Linked DNA regions of Mus musculus: region 1 is linked to region 2. The links are chromatin contacts, called in public HiChIP or PLAC-seq maps. All regions are on one chromosome and are shown on one strand. The core of a region is the stretch at or near the end of the contact, and the rest is flanking DNA. Distances in the headings are between cores, read along the strand shown. Region 1 overlaps Cdh13 (cadherin 13). Region 2 overlaps Cdh13 (cadherin 13).

Region 1 (4,780 bases), core at 788-3,287, 130 kb before region 2:
GAGCTGACAGTTTCCCAGCGGTGTGGGAGGGAAAAGAATCTGCAGCTCCCTTCAGTTAGAGTCCTCTTTCTCTCCAATGTGGGAGCATTATTGTCCCAGTGAAGGCAGCAGTTGCTCTTCTCAGCCTCCAAGTGCAGATGGGCCGTGTTTTGGCCACAGCTGTCTGGAGGCCATGGAGAACAGCAGCTTAACAGTTCAGCGACTCTGTCCACAGGCAGAGATAGCCTCGGCTAATTGTTTAGCCTCCTCACTTCCTGTCTACTGTCCTTTCCTGAGAAGAAAACCTCATGGAAGCATACCTCTAACAGTACTGGCACACTGAGTATGACTTAGATGAAACAAAGTTGGTAGGGCCTTGACACATTGCCTGGACACATGGAACACTCACTCACTCCACCCTGGTTGCTGTGGTTAGCATTTCTAATACTTGTGTATATGACTGGCTCTTCTCTTCTGAGTATGTCCAGAGCCACACTTTCCTGTCCTCTTTGCGGTAAGACAGGGCTGTGCCACATTCAGGACCAAAGGATGACAGTAAGAAATGTTATCCCTCCTATAAAACCATGTACTGGGAAGACAGATAAATCTAGAATGTTGTCCTTTTATGACACAGACCGTGCTGGCACATCACCTCATGATATTAGATGGCTCATGCTTACAGTGTCAGAAGTAGGGAACCTGAGGCAAGAGGATAGATAGCCCCACGTTCAAGACCAGCCTAAGATCCACAGTGAGACTCTATCTCAAAACAAACAAGCAATAGATATTGATGCCATCGTCTAGTGTAGCAGACTGTGTAGAACATAATTCCCGTTAGCCTACATTGATAATGTATCATGAACAAGAAATAAATCCCTGTTGTTAAGGTTGTTACACATTTAGGGAGCTGTTTGTCATAGCAGCCTAGCTTAACCCAATCTGACTCAAAATACTGTTGCCCAAGACAAGACCTTTGCTGAATCAGGTTTTAAGGTTTGCGTTTCCAAGGGTCCATGGGTCAGACTTTCCCAGACCAAAAACAAAGCAATTTGGTCATTCTTTGAGAGCAATAGTAAGCCAACCATCACGTGGTGTACAGGGAGACTCTTATCTCTGTCCAACCCAAGTAACGTTTCTCTTCCTGATGTGACAACCAAGACTTTCCTCTGTGAGGAAGCGGATTCACTCAGCTAGGTTTGCTTGGCTGAAAGAACCTTCTATAACAGTTGTTTTACGATCAAGATCCTTTTTTATAATATCACACCAGGGCTATTAAATAGACCGGAAACTACAGATCATAAAAATGTCAACAGTGAAACACTCATTTCTCTGCAGGTCGAGAAATAAAAATCAATATCTGTTAACTTACTCCTCAAGACCAGAGGGAAACAAAGGGAGATTTCAACAGATCTGTTGGTAATCTTTAGTCCAAGTTCATGAATTCATTGCTGTTGACTAGAAGGGACCTCAAAGGTCAGCATAGACATCCCATGACTGTCCAGATTAAGTTCATAGTGGCCTGTGCCAAGATATTCAGACACAGAGACAGGAAGATCATGAATTTCTAATAATACATTTTAAGAGATAACTAATGATTTTACAGCTTTTCAGAAGCCAAGAACGCTGAAATTTGTTGTGGCAAGAGCAGCATTTCTTAATAAACACTCCGAGGAGCAAGAAGCTTCCAGAACGGCCAGTGTGATATTTTAGGTAAACACAAGATTTTTTTTTCAATCAAGATTCTTGGGGGGAAAAAAAAAGTTGAAATTGGCCTAAAATATTTTGGAGAATTTTTCCAGTGGGATGGGCCTGTGGTTCTCTCTCTTTGTTTCTTTCATTTCCTTATCTGGTCTGAAACATTGATTTCGGGCTGGTGCCTGGAACCCGAGAGACACATCCTGGATGAACCGTTACTGCAGACGCTTTGTTTTCAGACTCTAAGAGATAATTGCTAGCGGCTTGCCTGCTTGAGAGACAGACGCAATGTGTCAGCTCTGCGGTCCCAGAGCTGTGTGGACCATCCACTGTAAGGTGACCAGGGTTATCGGTGGATCCAGTGGCTACAGCGAGCATTTGGGGAGAGCTGATAAGGGTGAAATGGCCCTGGGTCAGGAAGGGACAGGACAGCGGGTGCTGAAAAGAAGTGAGAGAAGCCCTTCTGAGACAAAGCATGGCCAAGAGGATGAGACTCTGGTGGCAGATTTCCCGAGAGAAAATCTCACTAAGCTCTGCAGTGTCCTACCTGACTATGCAGGGCTTTAACCTCTCCATCTGCTTCATCTGCTTCTGGTCTTTCCTTCAAAATCATGAGAACAAAGCTTTCTATCCTGTGGAGCTATATTTGTAAAGCATGTAACAAGAAAAGTATGTTAAGGTGTGCATCTCTCTCTCTCTCTCTCTCTCTCTCTCTCTCTCTCTCTCTCTCTCTCTCTGTGTGTGTGTGTGTGTGTGTGTGTGTGTGTGTGTGAGAGAGAGAGAGAGAGACAGAGACAGAGACAGAGACAGAGACAGAGACAGAGACAGAGACAGAGACAGAGACAGAGACAGACAGACAGACAGACAAGCTGAGAGAGAGACAGAGAAGCTGGGAGAAAGAGAGACAGAAACAGAGAAGCTGAGAGAGAGAGAGAGACAGACAGACAGACAGACAGACAGAGAAGCTGAGAGAGAGAGACAGAGAAGCTGAGAGAAAGAGAGACAGAGACAGAGAAGCTGAGAGAGAGAGAGACAGACAGACAGAGAAGCTGAGAGAGAGAGACAGAGAAGCTGAGAGAAAGAGACAGAAACAGAGAAGCTGAGAGAGAGAGAGAGAGACAGACAGAGAAGCTGAGAGAGAGACGGAGACAGAGAAGCTGAGAGAAAGAGAGACAGAGACAGAGAAGCTGAGAGAGAGAGAAGCTGAGAGACAGAGAAGCTGAGAGAAAGAGAGACAGAAACAGAGAAGCTGAGAGAGAGAGAAGCTGAGAGACGAGAAGCTGAGAGAGAGACAGAGAAGCTGAGAGAGAGACAGAGAAACTGAGAGAGAGACAGAAACAGAGAAGCTGAGAGAGAGAGAGAGAGAAAGAGAGAGAGAGAGAGAGAGAGAGAGAGAGAGAGAGAGAGAGAGAGAGAACGAGAACATAGAACACCTCAGGTGGCATTCTTCCTCAGAGCATACCTACGTTGTTTGAGACAGGGTCTCTCCCTGAACCAGGAGCTCAGCCACCGGCCTTGCCTGGGTGGGCCGCAAGCCCTAGGGAATCTTCCCCTTCCCAGCACTGGGACTGTAGCCATGTGCTAGGATGCCAGCTTTCTTACATGCATTCTGAGGATTGAACTCGGGCCCAGTGCCAACTATGCAACAGCAGCCTAGGTGTAAACCAAATTTATTATATGGAAGTTCAGAATCCATCTTTAGCAGTATAGTTGTAGTGGGGGATGGGGGCTCATGTGTGAACTGGGTCCCATGCCAGAAGCTTGATAAAAAGCCAGTGGCCTTATCTGAGTGAACTGAGACTCCTTCCAGCCCTCCCCAAGGCAGTGGATGCTCTTTAGACTTGGATACCCAGACACTAAGCTGTGAGGCTGGTCAGGGCGGTGGGGGGGGGGGGGCGGTATGAGAAGACTGCTGTGGGCCCAACCCAAGCCTTAGAGGCTCTGCAACAGAAACAGTCTTACCAGTGGGTGGCAATCATGTGTAGTGATGGAAAGGACCAAAGGATCATGTTCCCTTTGGGAAGTTTAGAAGCTGGACAGAGATGGAAGAACCCAGAGGTATGGAAGGCTGAGGCAGGGACAAGTGACGATCAAGGAGGACACAGACTGTGCTCTCTGTGAGCTTGCCTGCATGGATCTAACACAGCCCAAAGCTTCCTATACTGGCCTGCCTGGCTCTTCCTACAGAGGGATACATGTTTTAAGGAGAATATCTAAGAGGAAGACCACAGTGCCAGTCTCTGTGGGTGGTAGCAGTGGTTCACTGGCGAGTCACGCCAACACTAGGGCCACTGTCTCAGAGGACTGTGTCTTTGAAGAGCTAGGATGTGAGAGTTCTCTTGTGGAACTACCTTACATTGTTGGCTTGCTCAGGTACCATTTGCCAGAGGGTCACAACATTACTAGGATACCTAGTAATACCGAGCATACCTAGGGAGCTCTGTCTAACAGAGGATCTAACACCCTTCATTAGATTCTGAGATGTCCCTCTTAGAAGGGTCACATTCGTGAACTGATCAGTTTTGCCTGTAGAGTATGGATGAAGGTCATCACAACATATAATTGTAAGGTTTATTTTGCACACACACACACTTTGTCATACTTGTATCTGGCTTACCTCACTTAGCACACTGATTTCCATCCATTTCCATCCATTTCCCTGAAAATGTTACAGTCTCATTCCTCTTCATGGACCCATAAGATCCCAGTCTATGTTCCGTACCCACCTCTCTCCATCCATTCGTATGTTGATTGACACCTAGGCTGGTTTCTTTTTTTTCCTGGCTGTTGTGAATAGCATAGCAGCTGTGATACGGGTGTCCTTGTATGCCATCTCAGAATACTGCAGGCATAGAACCATGAGTGGGATGGCAGGTCACATGGTTGTTATAGTTTCAATTTTCTAGAGGAACCTCCATGGTGGTTTCCATGGTAACTGTGCATGTTTATATTCCCACCAGCAGTGAGGAAGCCTTCTCACATAGGGGGTTACATCCTCAGTTAGACAATATTTACGTTGCCTAGAACATTAACACATAGGAATTATTACTGTACCTTGGGAAGGTGCCAGCGATTATAACTTGACCCACAACTCCAACCATGAGTA
Region 2 (4,954 bases), core at 569-3,068:
GGGTAACATTTGGCCCACTCCGTGGTTACATCTAATTTTGTAGCAGAAGAAATGGCTGAACACAGGTGCAGGCTTGCACATGCACACATATGCAGTCTCGCACACATATGCAGTCACACACACACACACACACACACACACACACACACACACACCAACACATGAACATTCTCTACACCAAATGATAGCCCCCAGGCAATGGCTATGAGAAAAACTTATCAGTGAGAACATTCTAGAAGGTTCACTGATTCCAGTGCCCAGGTGTAACTTGGGTTCCTTCCCTTCACGGGTCATCCAGTTTTCATTTCAAACACAATATTTGACCATTGTTAGGGGTTGATGTATATTCTCCACCACCACCCCCAAACAAAAAAGACATTTTAGAATTATAACCTATAACTTTATTTGGAGGTGGGCTTTTTATGGAGGTAATAAGATAACAAGGGAAATCTCTGCAATAATAGTGTGTTTATAACCAAGGGAACATTGGGTAGTGAGAGAGACATGAACGTGGGATGGGGATGGCATGTGGGGGTAAACCCATGGATGGGTGACGGGATGCATCAATATACCAAGGGTGCTGGACACGGGGCACACCAGCAGGAGCAGGAAGAGAAGCCTAGTTGGTTTTGTACCACTTCCCATAGAAAGAACATCTCTCCTAGACTCCAGAAGTGATTGATAAACTTTTGCAGTCGCTAACCTACAAGTTCCTGGCACTTTGTTATAGCATCTTTCAGAAATAAATCCACCCAGCAATAGTCTTTTCTGTTCCTGCTTGCTGCTAGTCAGAGTGGGTTCCAGCAGCTTATACCAAGAGGAACCCAACTGACTCTGCCACAGTGCATGTAGCTTAGCTTGTGACATTGAACGACATCTTCAACCGTTTGCCTAAGTATCATGGTTCTGCATCAGAACCGTAATGGAGTAATGGCATGTTTTCAACTTGGAAATCAAAGTGACATTCAGTGGCCATCCCAGGGACCAAGGCCATGCACTAAGATCAAAGAGCAAGTGAGTCTTCCAGAGCAAGCCCATCAGATGCACAAAGGGTAAAGAACACAGCTTGCTACAAAGAAATCCACTCTTCTTGAATGCCAGCGCAAATGTCAAACAAATCAAAACCAAAAAAAAAAAACCCAAAAAAACAAAAAAACAAAAAACAAAACAAAACAAAACAAACAAACAAACAAAAAAAACAAAACCAGCCCTTGAGAGCGAATAACTTCATTTTGTCTCAGCCCCTCCCAGGAAAAAGTTAATTATAAAACCAAAAACATGCATTAAAATATTGTCCCTGGTAAAAACTGGCTCAGAAAGTCCCTGTTGTAGGCTGAACGCTATCCCCCATGGCCATCTTGCACAAGTATCTGTGGATGTGTCCTTATTGCAACTGGATCTTTGTAGATGGAATTAAGTTAGAGTGAGCTCCTTAGGGGAGGTTCTAATTCCTTAAGATTGTTTTTTGTTTGTTTGTTTTTGTTTGCTGTTGTTATTTGTTTGTTCTTTATAAAAAGTAAGAAATATCACTCAAAAGCACAGACATCCAGAGAGTGCATAGGCACTAGTAGAAGGAAGACACACGACTATAGGTTAAAAGAAGCCTGGAGCCACGTGAGCTGGTGGTCCAGGGAGGATCCTGTCAGGGCTCTGATAGTACCCAATGTGGGACTTCAAGCCATTGTAGCTGCCCCCGAATGCATTTCGTTGCTGAAGCTATGTGGTTGGCCATGATCCATGACCATAGACTTAGGATATAAATAAATCCTCTTGAAACCTCTCTGGAGTGGGGAAGGCAGCCCAGTCAGCAAAGAGCTTGCTGGGTAAGCATGAGCTGATAAGCCCTATAAAAGAGCTGCATGCCGTGGTCCATGCTTGAAATCCCAGCCCTGGGAGGTAGAGGATAGAGGAAACATCATGAGTAAAAGAAAGGAAAGGGTTTCTTTCACTTATACACAGCACACTTGCCGCTCTTCTAGAAGGGGTGAATTCAGTTCCCAGTGCCTACACCCCAGTGCACACCCGCTTGTACCTACAGCCCAAGGGACTACAACAAGCATCATAAAACATCAGGGTCACTTCACCCACCTGGTGCATGAATGCAACACACACACATATATTAGAAAGCAAAAGATTGTAGATGTTTCCAGTACCTCGATGACTAAACAATGTATATTCGGCCATCAGAGCTGAACAGTGATTTATCTCAAGGCAGGGGGACCAGATGTCTGGTCCCTTCTACGAGTGGTCAGTAAAAGGTCTGCATTTGAGTGGTGTTAAAAAGGCAACAGAGAAAACTGGAGAGAGGGCAAGGCCTTCTCCACCACGCCTTTAAAAGTGACTAACAGCAAAGTTTTGCCTGATGCTGTGCCCTTAAGCAAGATGTTCTTAGAGAGATAAAATAAAAGGAAACAAAAGGTCGCCATCATGGGGTCTGAAGAGCTCTCCTGTCACTTCTCTGGGAAGTTTCCCTTGACTCTCAATTGTTCTAAATGATGACTTGTTTTGTTCTAAAAATAATTCTTCTGCAAGGAGGAAAAAAAAAACCAGGATTATTTGAGAGGAGTAGGTTAACAGGGACATGCTAAACGCTGTAGTAGAAGAAGAAAGGAAGAAATCAGAGAGCACATGCCCCTGCCCTGTGCTGAATTTACTGTAGATGAGCCAAGAAAATCATCCTTAGTATTTTTAGACTGAGATTAATGTACTTGTAGACAATTTTAGGATATAAAGAGGTCTAAATTGAACATCTGCTCTTCCCTGTCTTGGTCCTAGAGTCAACCTTCTGGCTTAAAAATTTTTAGAAAGCAAGATCTGGCAGAGTAAATACACAATTTTGACTTATGCAGATGAGTTGCTTGGGGGGGCTTGGGGTCTCAAAGTGGTTTTTCATTCCTTTGTTTTGACAGAAGATTAACTTCAGAGTTACCGACTCTATTAAGCACCATGCGACAATGTCTTTCAATGTCCATTAAATAATGCTTAGTACAATAAATGTTAAATTACCAAGTTACATCTCCATAAATACATGTGAAGTCCACATGAATGCCAAATGAATCCAATATGGTCATTTCTATTACAATAAATGCCAAATGAATTCGGAGCAATGAGACACTTAAAATGTCAGACACTTCCAGCCAGTCCCATCACAAATTCATCACTGCCGTGTGACATCCATTCTGTAGGGGTTTCCACTTTAAATGCCATCTCTCAGTTGTTCATAACAAAAATTCTACTTGAGCAATGGGGTTTCATTGAAAATATGGAAGGTAAACTCTAAGTCTGGGATAGCAGCATCAAAATCGCCTTTCTGAACTGAGATTCCAAGCCCCTACCCAGACACCCATGGGTTTAATATTTGAATAAAACACAGGCAAAGCACAGAGCTGTAGCTTCTATTATTTTATATCTGGAGAAATATTTTCATCTTATAGGTTATTTCTTGGGAGAGAAGTCTTTTTATAACTCGAACTTATAAAAAAATATCTTAGTTTTGTATTGGTTTCAATAAATGAGACCCTGGGGCAGGGTGGCTGGGAGGGTGGCAAGGAACGTTACAAAAAACACAAGAATGACATCTAATTCAGTGACATAATAGTTTCATTCGCTAATGCTTGACATAATAGCTCTATCCTCTAATGTGTGATGTAATAATTCTATTCTCTAACTCATGATGTAATAGTTCCATTTTCTAATGCATGACATAATATTTCTATCCTCTAATGCATGATGTAATAATTCCATTCTTTAATGTATGACATAATAGTTCCTTTCTCTAATGCATGATGTAATAGGTTCATTCCCTAATTCATGACATAATGGTTCTGTTCTCCCATGATCATTCCCAAACTTGCTTTGCAGCTGAAGCTGTTTTCAATATCCTGAAAATGTACATATCCCCCTTTACCATCACCTGCCATGTAATCAACACTGTCACCATTTGGGGTGTAAGAGGCAGGAGTAGGTAGGCAGAGAGGTCACACTAAAAGGAGAAGGAGAGTCAGAGAAACGAAAGGTCAGATGCTATAACCAGCGTCCCAATCTGTAGTATCATGAGCCCCCAAGCCCTTGTCGAGGGGGTAACAGGATCCTATAGGCTTTACGTTAAAATAAAAACTGCCTAATGTTGTTGTCAGCTGGCCAGCATTTGATACTAATCCCAGTTCAGGGAAGAGAAATCCCTTCGGAGTCTAAAACATTTGCTATAGTTTAGCATCTAAATATAGAGACTGCCTTCTGTTCCTTGCAACAATGCAAGTGTATAATCTAATCTGTTACAACGGTTTTGCAATATGTGACTATATGCAACATAAGTGTAGATTTTGTTTAAAACGTCTGTAACTCTGCTTTAATGGCTGCACAGATAAATCACTTTGGCTTTTGCGGAAGATCTGGGTGTGCATATTTAAGTTAGAGACTCATATAACAGATATATTGGTTTTGAGATTTTTGTCCTGTTAATGAATCAAACTTAAGGCTCATTTTAAAGGAGTAAAAATGCTTTCAATAAGAATTGTAAGCTACTAGTAAAATGTGTCACAATTAATAGTTCTGTCTTTGGACTTAAACGTTTGAGAAACAGCTGATGTCCCTTCTTATACTATACCCATCTATCCATCCACCCATCCATCTACCCATCCATCCATCAACTCACCATCCATCCACCTATCCATCCATACACTCATCCATCCATCCATCCATCCACCTATCCATCCATATACTCATCCATCCATCCATCCATCCATCATCCATCCACCATCCATCGATCCTACCCTTCCCACACATCCATTAAGCCTTCTCTCATGTTGCCCTCAATATATTAACTTATTCATTCTCAAATTTACTTATTCATTTAATCAACAAATTAGAGTTATCTAGTGTGTCCTAGTTGTTATAAAACACAGGCAAAGTATGCCTGTTCTGTGCCATTTCGGTAGTTGTGACTTATATCCAG

Evidence for each region. HiChIP or PLAC-seq counts read pairs in DNA pulled down with a chosen protein or histone mark.
Region 1: an H3K27ac HiChIP or PLAC-seq map of heart atrium shows a contact between it and region 2, with 2.8 times the contacts expected there. The contact joins two enhancer-like sites. A contact is called at or near these places in 2 of 39 promoter capture datasets (embryonic stem cells and stem cell-derived epiblast-like cells), 5 of 484 Hi-C or Micro-C datasets (the HL-1 cell line, embryonic stem cells, nephron progenitors and 1 more) and 1 of 115 datasets of contacts at active chromatin or transcription factors (heart atrium).

The regions. Positions count from the first base shown.
Region 1 is chr8:118,710,533-118,715,312 of GRCm38.p6, reverse strand. The region is part of intron 3 of Cdh13 (cadherin 13); the gene reads right to left. Among named protein-coding and RNA genes, the nearest start is that of Gm24035, 290 kb to the right of the region's middle. Within about 2 kb of position 2,037, at least 18 of the 459 cell types and tissues checked have an H3K27ac peak or open chromatin away from gene starts, as enhancers often do. A contact at or near this core is called in heart atrium, where this site is marked.
Region 2 is chr8:118,585,020-118,589,973 of GRCm38.p6, reverse strand. The region is part of intron 2 of Cdh13 (cadherin 13); the gene reads right to left. Among named protein-coding and RNA genes, the nearest start is that of Gm24035, 160 kb to the right of the region's middle. Within about 2 kb of position 1,818, at least 5 of the 459 cell types and tissues checked have an H3K27ac peak or open chromatin away from gene starts, as enhancers often do. A contact at or near this core is called in heart atrium, where this site is marked.